5 separate regions of the Mus musculus genome follow, and all the other regions are linked to region 3. A link is a contact called in public HiChIP or PLAC-seq and promoter capture Hi-C data. All regions are on one chromosome and are shown on one strand. The core of a region is the stretch at or near the end of the contact, and the rest is flanking DNA. Distances in the headings are between cores, read along the strand shown. Region 1 overlaps Mios (meiosis regulator for oocyte development). Region 2 overlaps Col28a1 (collagen, type XXVIII, alpha 1). Region 3 holds the start of Glcci1 (glucocorticoid induced transcript 1). Region 4 overlaps Col28a1 (collagen, type XXVIII, alpha 1). Region 5 has its middle 3.2 kb from the start of Gm38765.

The links. Promoter capture Hi-C pulls out the DNA fragments that hold promoters and counts their contacts. HiChIP or PLAC-seq counts read pairs in DNA pulled down with a chosen protein or histone mark.
Region 1: a contact with region 3 is called in a promoter capture Hi-C map of hippocampal neurons, with 2.4 times the contacts expected there. The contact joins the enhancer-like site here to the promoter of Glcci1 in region 3. A contact is called at or near these places in 10 of 39 promoter capture datasets (the 3T3-L1 cell line, the C10 cell line, the HPC-7 cell line and 6 more), 15 of 484 Hi-C or Micro-C datasets (B cells, CD4 T cells, CD8 T cells and 11 more), 13 of 115 datasets of contacts at active chromatin or transcription factors (the 230-238 cell line, astrocytes, bone marrow-derived macrophages and 9 more) and 3 of 9 other capture datasets (adipose tissue, liver and pancreatic islet).
Region 2: a promoter capture Hi-C map of pre-B cells shows a contact between it and region 3. The contact joins the enhancer-like site here to the promoter of Glcci1 in region 3. A contact is called at or near these places in 10 of 39 promoter capture datasets (the 3T3-L1 cell line, 3T3-L1-derived adipocytes, the C10 cell line and 5 more), 3 of 484 Hi-C or Micro-C datasets (the HPC-7 cell line, LSK cells and adipose-derived mesenchymal stem cells) and 1 of 115 datasets of contacts at active chromatin or transcription factors (craniofacial prominence).
Region 4: a promoter capture Hi-C map of pre-B cells shows a contact between it and region 3. The contact joins the enhancer-like site here to the promoter of Glcci1 in region 3. A contact is called at or near these places in 5 of 39 promoter capture datasets (3T3-L1-derived adipocytes, the C10 cell line, the HPC-7 cell line and 2 more), 1 of 484 Hi-C or Micro-C datasets (the HPC-7 cell line) and 2 of 115 datasets of contacts at active chromatin or transcription factors (craniofacial prominence and double positive thymocytes).
Region 5: an HNF4G HiChIP or PLAC-seq map of pancreatic cancer cells shows a contact between it and region 3. The contact joins the enhancer-like site here to the promoter of Glcci1 in region 3. A contact is called at or near these places in 5 of 39 promoter capture datasets (the 3T3-L1 cell line, the C10 cell line, the HPC-7 cell line and 2 more), 1 of 115 datasets of contacts at active chromatin or transcription factors (pancreatic cancer cells) and 1 of 9 other capture datasets (liver).

Annotation. Positions count from the first base shown.
Region 1 is chr6:8,226,368-8,229,067 of GRCm38.p6, forward strand. Mios (meiosis regulator for oocyte development) reads left to right here. Exons shown (of 12, transcript NM_145374.2): 7 at 477-542; 8 at 1,602-1,760. Among named protein-coding and RNA genes, the nearest start is that of Mios, 18 kb to the left of the region's middle. Within about 2 kb of position 1,319, at least 7 of the 459 cell types and tissues checked have an H3K27ac peak or open chromatin away from gene starts, as enhancers often do. A contact at or near this core is called in hippocampal neurons, where this site is marked.
Region 2 is chr6:8,061,884-8,064,687 of GRCm38.p6, forward strand. Col28a1 (collagen, type XXVIII, alpha 1) reads right to left here. Exons shown (of 35, transcript NM_001037865.1): 26 at 339-407. Among named protein-coding and RNA genes, the nearest start is that of Gm35384, 63 kb to the left of the region's middle. Within about 2 kb of position 1,373, at least 8 of the 459 cell types and tissues checked have an H3K27ac peak or open chromatin away from gene starts, as enhancers often do. A contact at or near this core is called in pre-B cells, where this site is marked.
Region 3 is chr6:8,508,147-8,510,877 of GRCm38.p6, forward strand. It overlaps Glcci1 (glucocorticoid induced transcript 1), which reads left to right and starts at 1,454. Exons shown (of 8, transcript NM_133236.3): 1 at 1,454-2,173. The coding sequence starts at 1,741. A430035B10Rik (RIKEN cDNA A430035B10 gene) reads right to left here and starts at 1,015. Exons shown (of 2, transcript NR_040452.1): 1 at 833-1,015; 2 at 1-665.
Region 4 is chr6:8,085,752-8,088,514 of GRCm38.p6, forward strand. Col28a1 (collagen, type XXVIII, alpha 1) reads right to left here. Exons shown (of 35, transcript NM_001037865.1): 19 at 1,181-1,252; 20 at 356-424. Among named protein-coding and RNA genes, the nearest start is that of Gm35384, 87 kb to the left of the region's middle. Within about 2 kb of position 1,365, at least 4 of the 459 cell types and tissues checked have an H3K27ac peak or open chromatin away from gene starts, as enhancers often do. A contact at or near this core is called in pre-B cells, where this site is marked.
Region 5 is chr6:8,801,674-8,804,373 of GRCm38.p6, forward strand. No RefSeq gene overlaps it. Among named protein-coding and RNA genes, the nearest start is that of Gm38765, 3.2 kb to the right of the region's middle. Within about 2 kb of position 1,293, at least 18 of the 459 cell types and tissues checked have an H3K27ac peak or open chromatin away from gene starts, as enhancers often do. A contact at or near this core is called in pancreatic cancer cells, where this site is marked.

The DNA.
Region 1 (2,700 bases), core at 69-2,568, 280 kb before region 3:
GGTAAGCATTGGATCCCTGGGAACTGGAGTTACAGGTGCTTGTGAGCCACCATGTCGATGCTGGGGAATTGAACCTGGATCCTCTGGAGTTGTTCTTAACCATAGAATCATTGCTGCTGCCCCAAGTTATTAATAGTTTTAATCTGTACTGGTATACCCAGTTCATAGAGTTTTCTAGATGTGGTGATTAATTTTATGTAGCTGTTTCTCCAAAATCAGTTGCTTTGAGAGAAAGATTATGTGCCATCTCTTTATAGTTTATTGGTGTTACAGGAGAATGGCCTGCGTTTTTATGTCTATCTAACTGAATTAGCTAGGTCTGTCTGCATTTGAAGGACAAAGCTTCACTGTTAAGGACAGTGGCCTTCCGAGGCGTCTTTAGCAATTGATGACTCTTCTAGCATCTGAACAGTACCTTTGGAACACATTTCAAAATAAACTTATAAATAAATGGCGTGTATAATTTTCCCCCCCAGTATGAAAACAAAGTTGCTGTACGTGACAGAGTGGCATTCGCTTGTAAATTCCTTGGTGATGCTCAGGTGAGAACTGATTCAAATCTGTATTTGAGGTGATTAATGTTTACTATGAATTATTCTTAAGAAATTAATCTTTACATGTAATTACATGCCTATGAGATTTTTATATAAAATCTAAGAAGGCAGTTATTACATTGAAATTATAAATATGCATATAATAACTAAATTTGTTTTAGAATATTGAGTTGATGTTTTAGTTTATTTTTGCATTTTGAAGAACTTAGCAGATACAAGTTTTAAACTCAGGCTTTAGTAACACACACAGTGCTGTAAACACTGAGCTGCTGCTCTGATGGTGGGGAGGAGGAAGTGCACAGAGATGTAGCAGTGCTGTAGTCGGGACAGATGGTAGGGGAATGGGAAGGATGTTGGCTGCAGTTTGCACAGAATGAAATGGAAAGGAAATAGTTTTTATTGATGATTATGAACATAGAGCTCTAATTCTGTGATACTGTTATACTACCATGATCGTCAAGCACTTGCTGAAAAGAGGACACTTTTCGTAGATCTAGCTATCTGTAAACATAGGAAAGAAATGTCTTACTTTTTTTTTAAATGATTGTGGGAACTAGGGAGATAGATAGCACAGTCGTTAAATACTCACTTTGGAAGCTCAGGGACCTGAATTGAATCCCCTGGAGCCCGTGGAAAAACCTGAGTGCAGCAGCAGATACTTGTAATCCCAGGCTGGGTGGCAGAAGCAGGAGGGTCCCCGGGACTCACTGCTCTCTCATACTAGCAAAACACTGAGCTCAGCTTCAGTGAGAGCCCTGTATCAAAATATAACTTGGAAAGCTGTTGAGAAAGACATCTGTTGTCAATCTCTGGTCTCCACACATGCCCTCGCACACATGCCACACAAAAAAAAATTGATTGTGGGTAGATAATGTATTGAAACTTGAAATTGATATAGACTCCTCAGTACATATTTAGATTTTGGCAAGGGATTTTGACTTAAAATGTTTTTCATCAAGAATAAAAATGTTCAAAATATAGTAATTCTCAGTTATAAAATATGTAGTGAAACAGATTGTATCGAAAAACTCACTTTGAATTTTTCAGTTAAATAAATACATTGAAAAGCTGACCAATGAAATGAAAGAGGCTGGAAATTTGGAGGGGATCTTGCTTACAGGCCTCACTAAAGATGGAGTGGACCTGATGGAGAGCTATGTGGATAGAACTGGAGATGTTCAAACAGCAAGTTACTGCATGTTACAGGTTAGTGCAGTGTGACACTGGCGCCACACTCTACATGTTCCATATTTCCTCAGCTAAAGTGCATGTGCTCTGTTCCCTGCATATGGGTTTTTGTTTGCAGCTTCTCCATTGTTCTGTTGAGGATGTGTGTTTCATCTTACTGGCCCTAATCACGTCATTTGCTTCTCCAGGTTTTCCCTTTAGTCAGAACTAGCTGTGTTGACTGGGTCTGAGTTCATGTACAGCTCAGATGGAAGCAGAGACGCTTCTCTTGAAGGCCTCAGATCAGAGTCTCCCTCACCTTTCATCAAGGACTCTCTCCCCTGACCTGAACAGTGGTTTGGTAGCATTTGAATCGAAGGCGAGACGTTAAGTTACACTTGAGTTCTTTTACTCCCCAGTAGCCATCTTATTACCCGCAGAGTAATTTAATTCATCAACATTTTTTCATTGCCTTAACTGTCCAGTGGCTAAACCAGATTCCAGGGAAAGATTACTTAATACTTGAATTTTGTGTGAGAAACATAACTCCATCCACTGTGTTGCTGTCCAGCTGGTCTTACCTTTCTTGTTATGAGCACCTCTCTCCTTGGTGCCTTCGTCCTTTTGTATGAAAGCTTGCTTTACGTTGGTGAACAAATTGAAATATGTTTGCCACCCCCTCTCTGTGTGCTTTCCTGTGAACTTATGTAATGCTCGCTCAAAATGCAGTCTGCTTATCTAAGGTACCAAGCCACCACTTGTGAGAAAGGTTTTCCTCCACACAGTTTTCTCACTGGAATGAGTTTTTTGTCTTTTAAATTAAATGCTGATATATGTCTACAGAGAGCACTCTTTGTGAAATATTGTTAAAATGCAGACAGTATGTAAAGTGAGTGACCTTTTAAGAAGTCTAGTCAGATAATCATTTCATTTTAGTTGGGATGCTTTGTCTTTCCATGTGGCCAAGGTTAACTGTGCC
Region 2 (2,804 bases), core at 123-2,622, 450 kb before region 3:
GCTCTCCCATCTCAGCCATGCTTGGGAAGACAAGTATTTCAGAATTGAAATTTATACATTTTGGAATACTTGTTTGTGTATAGTGGCTTCCTCTGGAGACAGCCCATCTATTCAAACACAGAATGTATTTATATTTCACATGCACCTTTTACAGAAACCCAAGTGCCTTTAGATTTGACTGTCGCTCCCTGCAAAGAATCAGCTATGGACGTGTCACACGTGGTCATGCTGTGATTAAAAGTTTCTAGATTTGGAGAATTTCTTGTTCAGACTTTTCCAGTTAGGGATGTCCCAACTGACACCTGGTGCTCACTCACATCAGAGACCTGATGGCTCACCTTTGGTCCTTGGGTTCCTATTCCCCGAGGCCCAGAGGGACCTGGAGGGCCTCTGACTCCTGGTTCTCCCTGAAAAGACATAATGAATGACAAGTTACCAATTGACAAAAGTCTTACAGTATATAACTTTTCATGTTGAATATACACTTTCAAAGAATAGATACAAACTTTTAAATCCCTTGGATTTTACTAGATATTCACTGAGCCTTTTCACCCAGTCATTTTACCATTTCAACATTATGTGCTCTCTTTACTTTCTTCTCGGCAGTAACGCACTCTTTCCTGATAAAGGTTCCATTTCAAATCAATCTAGTTAATTAACTTCCTGGCAGCATTCATGTGTGCTTCTGTCAGAGCTTGCTTCTCTGAAGTTTGAAAAAGTAATTACTGTGTTTTTGAACAGAGGAGGAAAGGAAATATAACGATAAAAAGTGGCCAGAAAGAGCTATGCCCACATCCTGAATGAGCTACTCCTGTTATTGCAGTAACTAAAACTGTGCTATTTGACTTGGGGGTTGACTCTGTTATTTGGACCACAGGGTGATTATGAGCACAGGGATCTTTCTGTTTCTCCAAGGTGTGACACTTTAAGGCAGGTTGAGTCCTGGAGCTATACCTTTCCGAGATGGCAGGGTTAAAGACAGAAATAAAACCCTCCTTATCCTTCAATTTAATGTTAGGATATGTTAGGACTATGCCAGGTTAATGTTAGGATTGTTGAGAGTTGACATCATTTAATACCCACAACAATCTTCTAGTTACCATGGTGACTTGCTTACCTGATTTTCTGAACTTCAGTAAACTCACCAGATAGGTGGAAATTAACATCTACACTTCACAGAGATAGGGAATGAAATGAGAGAGTGATCCATAAGGCCTCCCACGGGGTGCACACTCTGTAAATGTCAGTTCACTACACACCTGCTTTAATTAAAGAGGAAACAAAGCTTTCCAAGGCTGCACAGCCTCTAAGAAGAGGTTGGGCTTAGCACACTGAAAAAGCAGTAACCCTGAGGAGCTAGGACAGCCTCTTGGGCAAACAGCTCAGCAGTTTCTCCTAACACCCAACATGTGTTTACCACCTGACCTGATGTTATTGCCAAGCATACATGTGATGAAAATAAGATCAAGTAACACCCAAAGTCCCACTCATGAATCTCCTCAGCAGAAGTATTCATAATAGCTCAAAACCAGAAAGAGCCCAATGTCCATGGTCTGGAGGAGGAATAGACAAAATCCTGTGAGAAACAAACTGCAGGTTCATGCTATAATATGGATGTACTTCAAAAACATTGCTCTTCTTGACAGACACTGGCATGGTGGAGAATTCCACTGATGGAATGCTCAGAAGAAAATAAATCTATAGAAAGATAAATAGATGAGTAGTTGCCAGAGGCTAGGATTACAGAGATGAATTGATTATAAATAAGCATGGAGGATCCTATAGAGGTAAGGAAATGTTCAAAAATTGATCTGTGAAGACAGCTGTACTACTTGGTAAACTGGTAAAATATCACTGGAGCCAGGCAGTGGTGGCACATGCCTTTAATCCCAGCACTTGGGAAGCAGAGGCAGAAGGATTTCTGAGTTCGAGGCCAGCCTGGTCTACAGAGTGAGTTCCAGGACAGCCAGGGCTATAAAGAGAAACCCTGTTATGAAAAATAAACAAACAAACAAACAAACAAACAAACAAATCAATCAATCACTGGATACCCAAATGCCAAATGGAGGGGCCAGAAAGATGGTTCAGCAGTTAAGATATTAGTTGGCTCTTCAGAGGACCCAGGTTTAGTTGCCAGCATCCATGTAGCAGCTCACTCCTGTCTGTAACTTCTGTTCCAAGGCATCTCACACCCCCTTCTGGCCTTTTGGAGGCACCAGGCAAACATATGGTGCATATAATTATATAATTTAATTGCTTAAAGTTTTCTTTTTAAAAGAAGATTCAGAATCAGGCTTTGGACTTGTATGTCTCAAGATCTTTGTCTTTATAAAATGCTAATATAATTAAAATAATCTGGATAACTTTACAGCTCACTTTTTTACTGGCTCAATTCTCCTCATCTTACCCAAGGATTTATAGACATGGCTGTTAGGAGAGAGGTATTTTTTTTCTCAGTACAGCCCAAGCCCAAGTTGCCCAAGTTCCTGCAGATGACTCTTCATTCACGCTCCTGTAAGTTTGATCCTATTAAACCCATTGGTGTCCAAACTGCACTTGAGTGGAGTCATTTTTTTACTTCTCCCATCATGCTCCACCTGGGATGTGTAGACATTTGTTCAAGTTTCCTCAGAAGAAGTCCACACAACATAGCTCCATCTAGTACTTGTATACCTTTGAAGCTCCAGACACTAATTGCCCCTCGAACACCTCCCTCCTACTGACTGTCAGCACCGAGCGACTTCAAGCTCCTCCCAGTGTTAAGGATCTATCTCACATAAAGAACTTCAAGCTGAGAACAAGAA
Region 3 (2,731 bases), core at 204-2,703:
GTTTAGTAAACATTAGCTATTATTTTTATATGTGATAAAGCATAGAACTATGACTAATATAGTAGGATATAGTACTAGATGCTATTTTTTGTATTTTGATTAGGCATCATCAATATTTTTTCTAAACAACAATTTACTGTGCTTCTTATTTTTTCTTATTTTTTTAAAAATTTTCATTTAATTTCATTTAATTTCTGTCTGACCACACAGGGAAGCAGAGAAAGGTGGCTCCTCTGAGTGAAACTGATCATTTAGTGCCTGGAATCAGGAAGCTTGCCAGTGTGGGCAGACACCAGGCAGACGCCAATCTGACACGCCACTTCTTTATTTTGTAAAATCTTATGTTTTTGTTTATCTCATGTGAATTAATAGGAGGTATCTGATGTAGAGCTTTAACTATTCCTGATTAGGGTTTTATATACTTTCTTATGCCCATCTAAAATCTTCGTACTTCTCATTTTCCTTGCAGAAGAATAACCCCCAGTGCCATCACACAGAGGAAATGACCACAATGAATTGTTACATTATGCCTGGTCTTTCTCCCAAGAGACCATCAGCTCCGGGGTAGTAAACTAGGTGCTCTCCATTAATAAATCTGATGATGCGATGCTGTAAATTTTCTTGTTGACGTGTACAATTCAGAATGTGATGTTCTCCACCCTACCCTGTAACGACAAACAGGTTGTAATGGCAGGTGCATTTTGTTCAATGTAGCATCCATACACTAATCCTGAAGTTGTTTTGATTCACAAGGCGACTAGGACACTTAAAGACATTTCTAAGATTAAAAGGGTTAAGGATCCTTCACTCAGCTTTAACTAAAACATCTCACCGGATGCAGGTGTATTTGCAAAATTAGTTTGGCTTCAGCGTCCTCAGCCCCAGGTTGTAGAGAGCACTGGAGGGTGGAATCCTTGTAACTTGCTTATCGCAGCGCGCGCGTGTCTTTGGGCGTCGGAGTCCGCGCAGGGCACGTATGGACCCACTTTTCTAACCTGACCCTCACCTCAAAGCCTGTCAACTCTTAAGTCCCTCCCTCCGCGCGAGGCCCGCCTCTCTCATCCACTTCCATGCTCCGCCCCCAGAGCGGAAACGTGGTACTGTAATTGGCCGAGTCTCCTCTCACTCCGACAATACAACCATTCCTTGGCATCCCGGAGTAGGGTGGCGCTGCCAATCACAGCGCTCGCAGCCGCAGGAGCCGGGTCCGGAACGCCCAGAGGCGGGGCCGGAGGCGGGGCGCCGACACAGGATTAGTTGCCATTCCGAGTGAGAAGCGGGTCGAGGTGGCGGCGGCAGCGGCGGCGGCGTTTGCGGTGGCGCGGGTTACGCGCAGCGCGAGGCGCCTCGAGGCCCCTTTCTCTCCTCCGAGGCTAAAGTCCCGGCGCTGCCCGTGGTCGCCGAGTCGTGTCGCGCGGGCGACCCCCCGCGAGGGCTGAGCAGCCGCGGGAAGCGGGCGAGTGCCCTGTCAGCGCGATGCCCGGGGCGGCGGCGGCGGCGGCCATGGGCTCGACGCGGGCTCTGCCGTGAGCGCCCCGCAGAGCGCCGCGGGGCGGTTGAGCCGTTGGACGTTGGCCGTCGCGGCGTCCCCTCCCCCTCGGCGGCGGGGTGCGCGTCGGAAGGGGAGCCCCGCGGCTCCGCCCCTCCCCGCCCCTCCCCCGTACACATCGCACGCACCGCGGCGCCGGCTCCCACACGCTCGCTCGCGCGCCCGCCCGCCCGCCCGCCCGCGGAGCCACCATGTCCACTGCGTCCTCCAGTTCCTCTCAGACCCCTCACTCCGCGCCGCAGAGGATGCGGCGCAGCACCGCGGGCTCCCCGCCCGCCGCTGCCGGGAGCGGGACGGGGCCGGCCGGGAGCTGCGCACCGGCTGCGGGAGCCGGTCGGCTGCTGCAGCCCATCCGCGCCACGGTGCCCTACCAGCTCCTGCGGGGCAGCCAGCACAGCCCCACGCGCCCGGCCGCCGCCGCCGCCACCGCCGCCGCCGCGCTCGGCAGTCTCTCCGGGCCCGGAGGGGCCCGCGGCCCCAGCCCGTCCAGCCCGACTCCACCGCCGGCCGCTGCCCCAGCCGAGCAGGCGCCTCGCGCCAAGGGCCGCCCGAGACGGTCCCCCGAGAGCCGGCGGAGGAGCAGCTCACCTGAGAGACGGAGTCCCGGCTCGCCCGTGTGCAGAGGTAGCGAGCCCAACCCTCCCGTCCTCCCGGGCTGCGTCTCCCCGACGGTGCCCTGCGTGGAAAACTTCAGCCTCTCCGGGCTTCTGTTTGCTAGTGCATTACCGAAGGTGTGAAAGTGGCTTTGGGAATCTCACCCCCCACCCTGAGGTCGCTGCAGGGCTTGGAGGAGCGACCTGGAAATCAACTTTTATCCGACCCTCACACCGCCACTCAGATTTTATCTTGCATCCCTCGCCTGCAAAAGAAAAGTGTTTCGGTTTAATAGCTTATTAGCTTTCTGTGTTTGGAGCCGGGCAAGGAGGAGCCGTGTGAAACCCTTAAACACGCACACAAACTCTCTAGCGGGGCATAAGGTGGTAGTGGTAATCTCTGCAGCCTTTGTGCTTTCCCACAAAGTTCTTGTCTGGAGTATGTTTGTGTTTTGGAGACTTGATGGCGGTAGTTAGGTTGTTAGAATATCCTTTGCATGTGTAGGGGAGGCAGTTTAAAGTGTATGCTGTTTATCCATCCTCTCCTCTACTTTATATAGTCATGTATTAGATCACTACTGCACTACAA
Region 4 (2,763 bases), core at 115-2,614, 420 kb before region 3:
TATTATGTGAAAGCCTATACATATTTTAATAAACTTTACATACTTTCAAATTGTAACAATGTGCCTTGTGATTTCTTTTCCTTTCCAATGCTTTCTTTAAATATCTGTTGACCATTCCTTGAGAAAACATGTGTTGAGTTCTTCTCTATGCTGGAGCTTAAGATGGATGTAGGAAAATAAAGATGAATAATATACACTTGCCTTCTTCCAAAGGCCCACAAGACAGAGTTCGTGATTTGAAGCAAGATGTAAACATGTTTGACATAGCAAGACCATAAGTCAGACCTCTCTTAAATCGGCTCTTTTGACTGGGGACCAGCAGAGGGACAGCTGCTTCCTGCTGTCACTTGCATACCTTGGGGCCGGGCTGTCCTTTCCCAGGCATTCCTTCTGGGCCTCTTGTTCCTGGAAGTCCAGCTTCTCCCTGGAGGGAAGGAGACCAATGCCTCAGTTGGTCCGTGGAGGACAAAATGCAGAGCCCACCTTGTGTCTCCTCTCATTGCCAGGGAATTTGACTTGAACCACCCCCCAAAACACACCAGACCTTCGTTGTCATCTCAGAATTAAATTGGAAACTTGTCAACAAATAAATTAACATTAAGCTCCCCTTCACCCAGAGCAACAGAAATACCACAGAGAGTTCCCATCTCTGCCAATTTCCAAAGCTGAGCTCTCTTTCCTTTGGCTCTTCGCTCACATTTAGTAATTTTTTTTTTCAACAAGAAAGTCTTTCCACCTCACCATCTGCTATTTTTCAGCAGTTTTATTAAAAACTGAGTATTTCAAATGTCAACACCAAATTGTTCAGGACATCTTTACAATAGTTCAGGACATCTTTACAATAGTTCAGGACATCTTTACAATAGCCTTAGCTTCCCAGCTGCATCCTCAGGCTCACTCTTTTGGAGGAAAAGAGATAGTTTTGTTTGTGATTAAACTGATGTGATTTCCAGAACCATGGAACAAAGTGGAAATGCCCAGGCCAAAGTACCAGCTAGAATAAGAGCACGCGGGCCACCAGGGCAGTGGAGGAAACGGACTCTTTTGGGGGTAAAGGGAAAGAAAGGTTGTTCTTACAGACACTGTTCCCTGGTAATTTAACCTCAGGTCCTCGAGGACCACGGTGCTAGTGTGATCCCACAGTTTTGACACTGATGATATTTTAAAAACATAAGATTACCTTCTTTCCAGAGGCCCCATCTTCCCCTGGGACTCCAGGCTGTCCTGGGAGCCCCACTGTGCCTGGCTCCCCCTGGTGGATAAAAAAAATATTTTTTTCAATGACATGTCCTTAAGGTGTACCTCATTTTGAGTTATTAGCTATATCCGAGAGAAACACCTCTGAACAAAGAAATGTGATTAGCAACAAAACTTCTCAACTTTGGGGAAGTTGCCTAACTTCTGCTTTTCAGTCTTTTGCTGTGGGTTGAATTGTGATGTCCCTGAAGAGTTGAATGTAGCTGGAAATAGGGTGTTTATAAATATTATCAAGTTAAGACAAGATTATTAAGATAAGTCCTAGCTCAGTATGACTGGAATCATGATGGAAAGATGATATGGCCTTATACACACAAGTGGAAAACTCTGAGACATCAGAGGCAAACGCAGAAGAGGGGCAGCAGCCACAAGCCTAGGAGTGCTGAGAACTGACAACCATAATGAAAAGCCAAAAAGAGGCCAGAAAGAATTCGTCCCTGTAGGGTTTGTTGAAGGCATGGCTATAGATATCTTGATTTCAGTCTTGTAGCCTCCAGAATTTTGAGACAATAGATTTCTGGTTTTCCAGGGCGCTAAGTCTATGGCACAGTCACATCTGCTCTAGGAAAAGATCCTTTTGTTGGATTAAAAAGGGGAAGTGTAGAGAGAATATCTTGTTCATTGTACGGATGCATTACCTGTCAATTAAAAAGCCTATATGGCCTGTGACTTAGTCAGAAAATAGAAGGTGGTATATCCGAGAGGAGAAAGATTTCTGGGATAGGCCCGGGGAGAGATTTGCCAGGAAGATTTAATGAGCCAGACACATGGTACCTGAGCACAGTAACAAGCCACATGGCAGAATGTAGACTAGGATAAATGGGTTATCTTAGTTTTGATCTAGTCAGAGAAGAACCTGGCTATATGGCCAAGGTATTTGTAAATATATTTTGAGTCAAAGTCTTCTTTCTGGGAGCATGGGGCTGGGAGGAAGAACCAGGGCCTAACTTCTACAATTAAAACGTTAAGCCTAATGTAGCAATGCCATTAGGGAACAGATCTAGTGATTGAAAGCCTCTAGATCAATGGTTCTCAACCTGTAGGGCATCCTGCATATCAGACATCCTGCATATCAGACATCCTGCATATCAGACATCCTGCATATCAGACATCCTGCATATCAGACATCCTGCATATCAGATACTTAATCACAATACATAACGGTCGCAAAGTGACAGCTATGGAATAGCAACAAAATAGTTTTATGGTTGGGGTCAGCACACCTTGAGGGTGTCTTAAAGGGTCACAGCGTCAGGAAGGTTGAGAACCACTGCTCTAGATTCTCCCCCAGGTAGCAAGGCTCTCGTTGGCTCTCGAGCCAAGCCCCACTAATCTTTGAAGTCTTTGGAGAACAGGGTCTCTAATTTACACAAAGCTTTCAAAACACAACACAAAACAGAGGAGACAAAAATCTACCCATTTTGATTTAAGCTATCCAATTCATTCCTAGATGTGTATTCAAGAAAAGGGAAAACAGTTGTCCAGAGACACCTCAATAAATGTTTG
Region 5 (2,700 bases), core at 43-2,542, 290 kb after region 3:
TGATGCTACCGAATAAACATTACCATTCTGAAAGAGAAGGATGAGATCATAGCAAATATTTATCAGACAAAAGTAAGACTAAGCACAGCAGGGCAAATACCAAATATTACAACTCTATGTGTGGCCTTTGAGGTTCATGATGGTGTCATTTGGCCTACAAAGAGCATAGGCAGTTCTGCTGCCTGTAGCAAACATAACTTCTCTATTGATCAGGTACCACTCAATGCACACAGCTTTCTTCAGGATAGTTCATGATCATATATTGTCTCTAGCACACTCAAGTCTCTGCACTTAAATTTCATCTGTAGAACTTCGTTCAGTGGCATCTCCTGGCCTCCTCATAGGGACTCAGACCCTGATACACAGTTACTGGCCTCATAAGCTCTCTCGGACCATGGTCCAAGACTCCACAATCTATTGAATCTTTCATTGTTCATGGGTGCAAAATTTTTACTACATGGGCAACACTTCGAACTTCTGCCAACTTCAGATAGAGCCTAACCTGTGAGTACTGACCCAAGGGAACTGCTTCCCTCATCAGCTGTCTTCAAGAGGCAAAGTCAGTTTAAATTCCCTTCTTTCAAATGAATTTATACTTTCATATATCAGAGCCTCTGATGGGTGGAATCTGGCCATCATTATACCTTTCCTATTGTCCCAGTGCAGAGTAAGTTTCATTTTAACACTTACAGTCTCAGTCAGAAGCATGCATAAGGCCTGGGTCAATCTCTGGTACTGCATAAACTGGACATGGTGGCGCATGCCGGCAATCACTGGAGAAGTGTAGGCAGGTGAGTTAAGAATTCAAGGTTATCTTTGACTACATAGAGAGTTTAAGGCTAGCCTGGGTACATGTGACCCTGTCTCATAACAAAGCAAACCAAAGCGCTCTAGTCCTTGGAATAAGTTCTGTAATAACTCATTCTAAGAAACTACAATTGTGTTTATGTTGCTCAGCTCTTCTGTGCATTTCCCTTCCATTTTTTCAGTTTCTTTCCCTCTCCACTGTTTCTTATCTAGAATTTAAAGCCTTTTTTCCATCCAAATTATGTATTTTGAGTCATATTCTGATGAGTCATGGTGGGATGGGGGGCAGGGTATGTGGAAGACAGAGCAATGTCTTGGAGTTATTCAAGAATGAAGTTAATTACATAGTATTTTGATTGGCTTCTGTCCCACTTTTAAAGTTTTCCATAGCTTACATCAAAACCAACGACCTAATCAAGACATTCCAAACCTTTATCAGTCCCCTTAGCTGCTTTATGAGCCTTGCAACACTGCTTTCTGCTTGCCCCCTCTTGCTCACTGTCCTCCACAGTCACCCTCCTCCCTCTTGACTCATCCACACAGACTGACTGACATCTCTAATTGCCAAGGCCACCCTTTCCTGCAAATGTCCTCCAACTTCTAGCGACTGCCAGAAACTTCTACCCGACTCCTTAATACCATATTTCTGCAGCTTCTATGCTTCTCCCAGATACTTACTGGAGTTCTCAGAATGTTTACCAAAGCTATACTAAATGAAAACTTTCAAAATTAAAAAAAAAAAAAAAGAACAAAGAGACATTAAGCCAAACTTTACTCCAGTGCTTCCCAAATTTCAATAAAGAAATTTATATATACACTTCAGTCATTTAGGCCAAGGATTCTATAATCTACCTTGTGTTCACTAACATATCCACCACAGTGCTTTGGATTCTGGCATTTAACAAATGTTTGGCTCAAAAGTCTGCTGTCAATTAATGACGGAAGTTTTAGATTTAGCAACACTCTTTGAAGGCAGGTTATCAAGTGAATTCCCTTTCCTTTGTTTTGGTAACATCTGCACTAATTCTTCACAGTGTTTCATTCCAGACTGTTATACTCCAGTGTTCATATGGTCTGATTCTGTCCTAACACTACTTTTAAAAGGAGCATGGAAGGCATTAGATATCATGAGGGCCTTGTTGAACAATGAGTATTTGGGTGGATTTCCCTTTCCCCCCATTCCTCTTGCAGACCCCCTGCTACCCTGCTCTCCCCTGTAACTGCTCCTTGCTCTCTTTTTTCTTGTCCCACAAAATCTGATATTCTTTACAAATGCTTCTGTCACAGCAAATCAATTAAAAACTTGTAAAATACTTATATTTTGGAGGGCCTCTGTTTATTGGAAACTTTTAGAGACGGCTCCTAAATTCAAACAATGATCTCAGGATTCTCATGGAGAATTTTCAAACCCGTAGTCCTGTAAATCTCAGCATATATTAACTGGAGTAATTGTTATCTAGAGCTTTATACCAAATATAATTCCCCAAGCATGGACTTGACAGTGAAATCTTTGAGATCTAATTCCACAGAATTAACACTTTGGTGACCTGAAGCTAATGTAGTATCTCACAAACTTGTTTGCATTCAGAATCGCATTTAAAGTTCTGCAACGTGTCTATGCATGATGGCCCACATTTGCAATCCCAGCACTCAGGAGAGTGAGATAGGATCAGGAGTCCTAGGTCAACTTGTACTACATGGTGAGAAGTTATCTCAAAATAACTACTATCTAACTAAGCAACTAACTAATTTAGTTTATCTAAAGAACAATTAAATCTCCATCTCTATAGAGGCAGTAAAATTCTCTCCTATTCTCTCTCTCTCTCTCTCTCTCTCTCTCTCTCTCTCTCTCTCTCTCTCTCTCTCTCCCGTTCTGCCTATCCATCTATATCC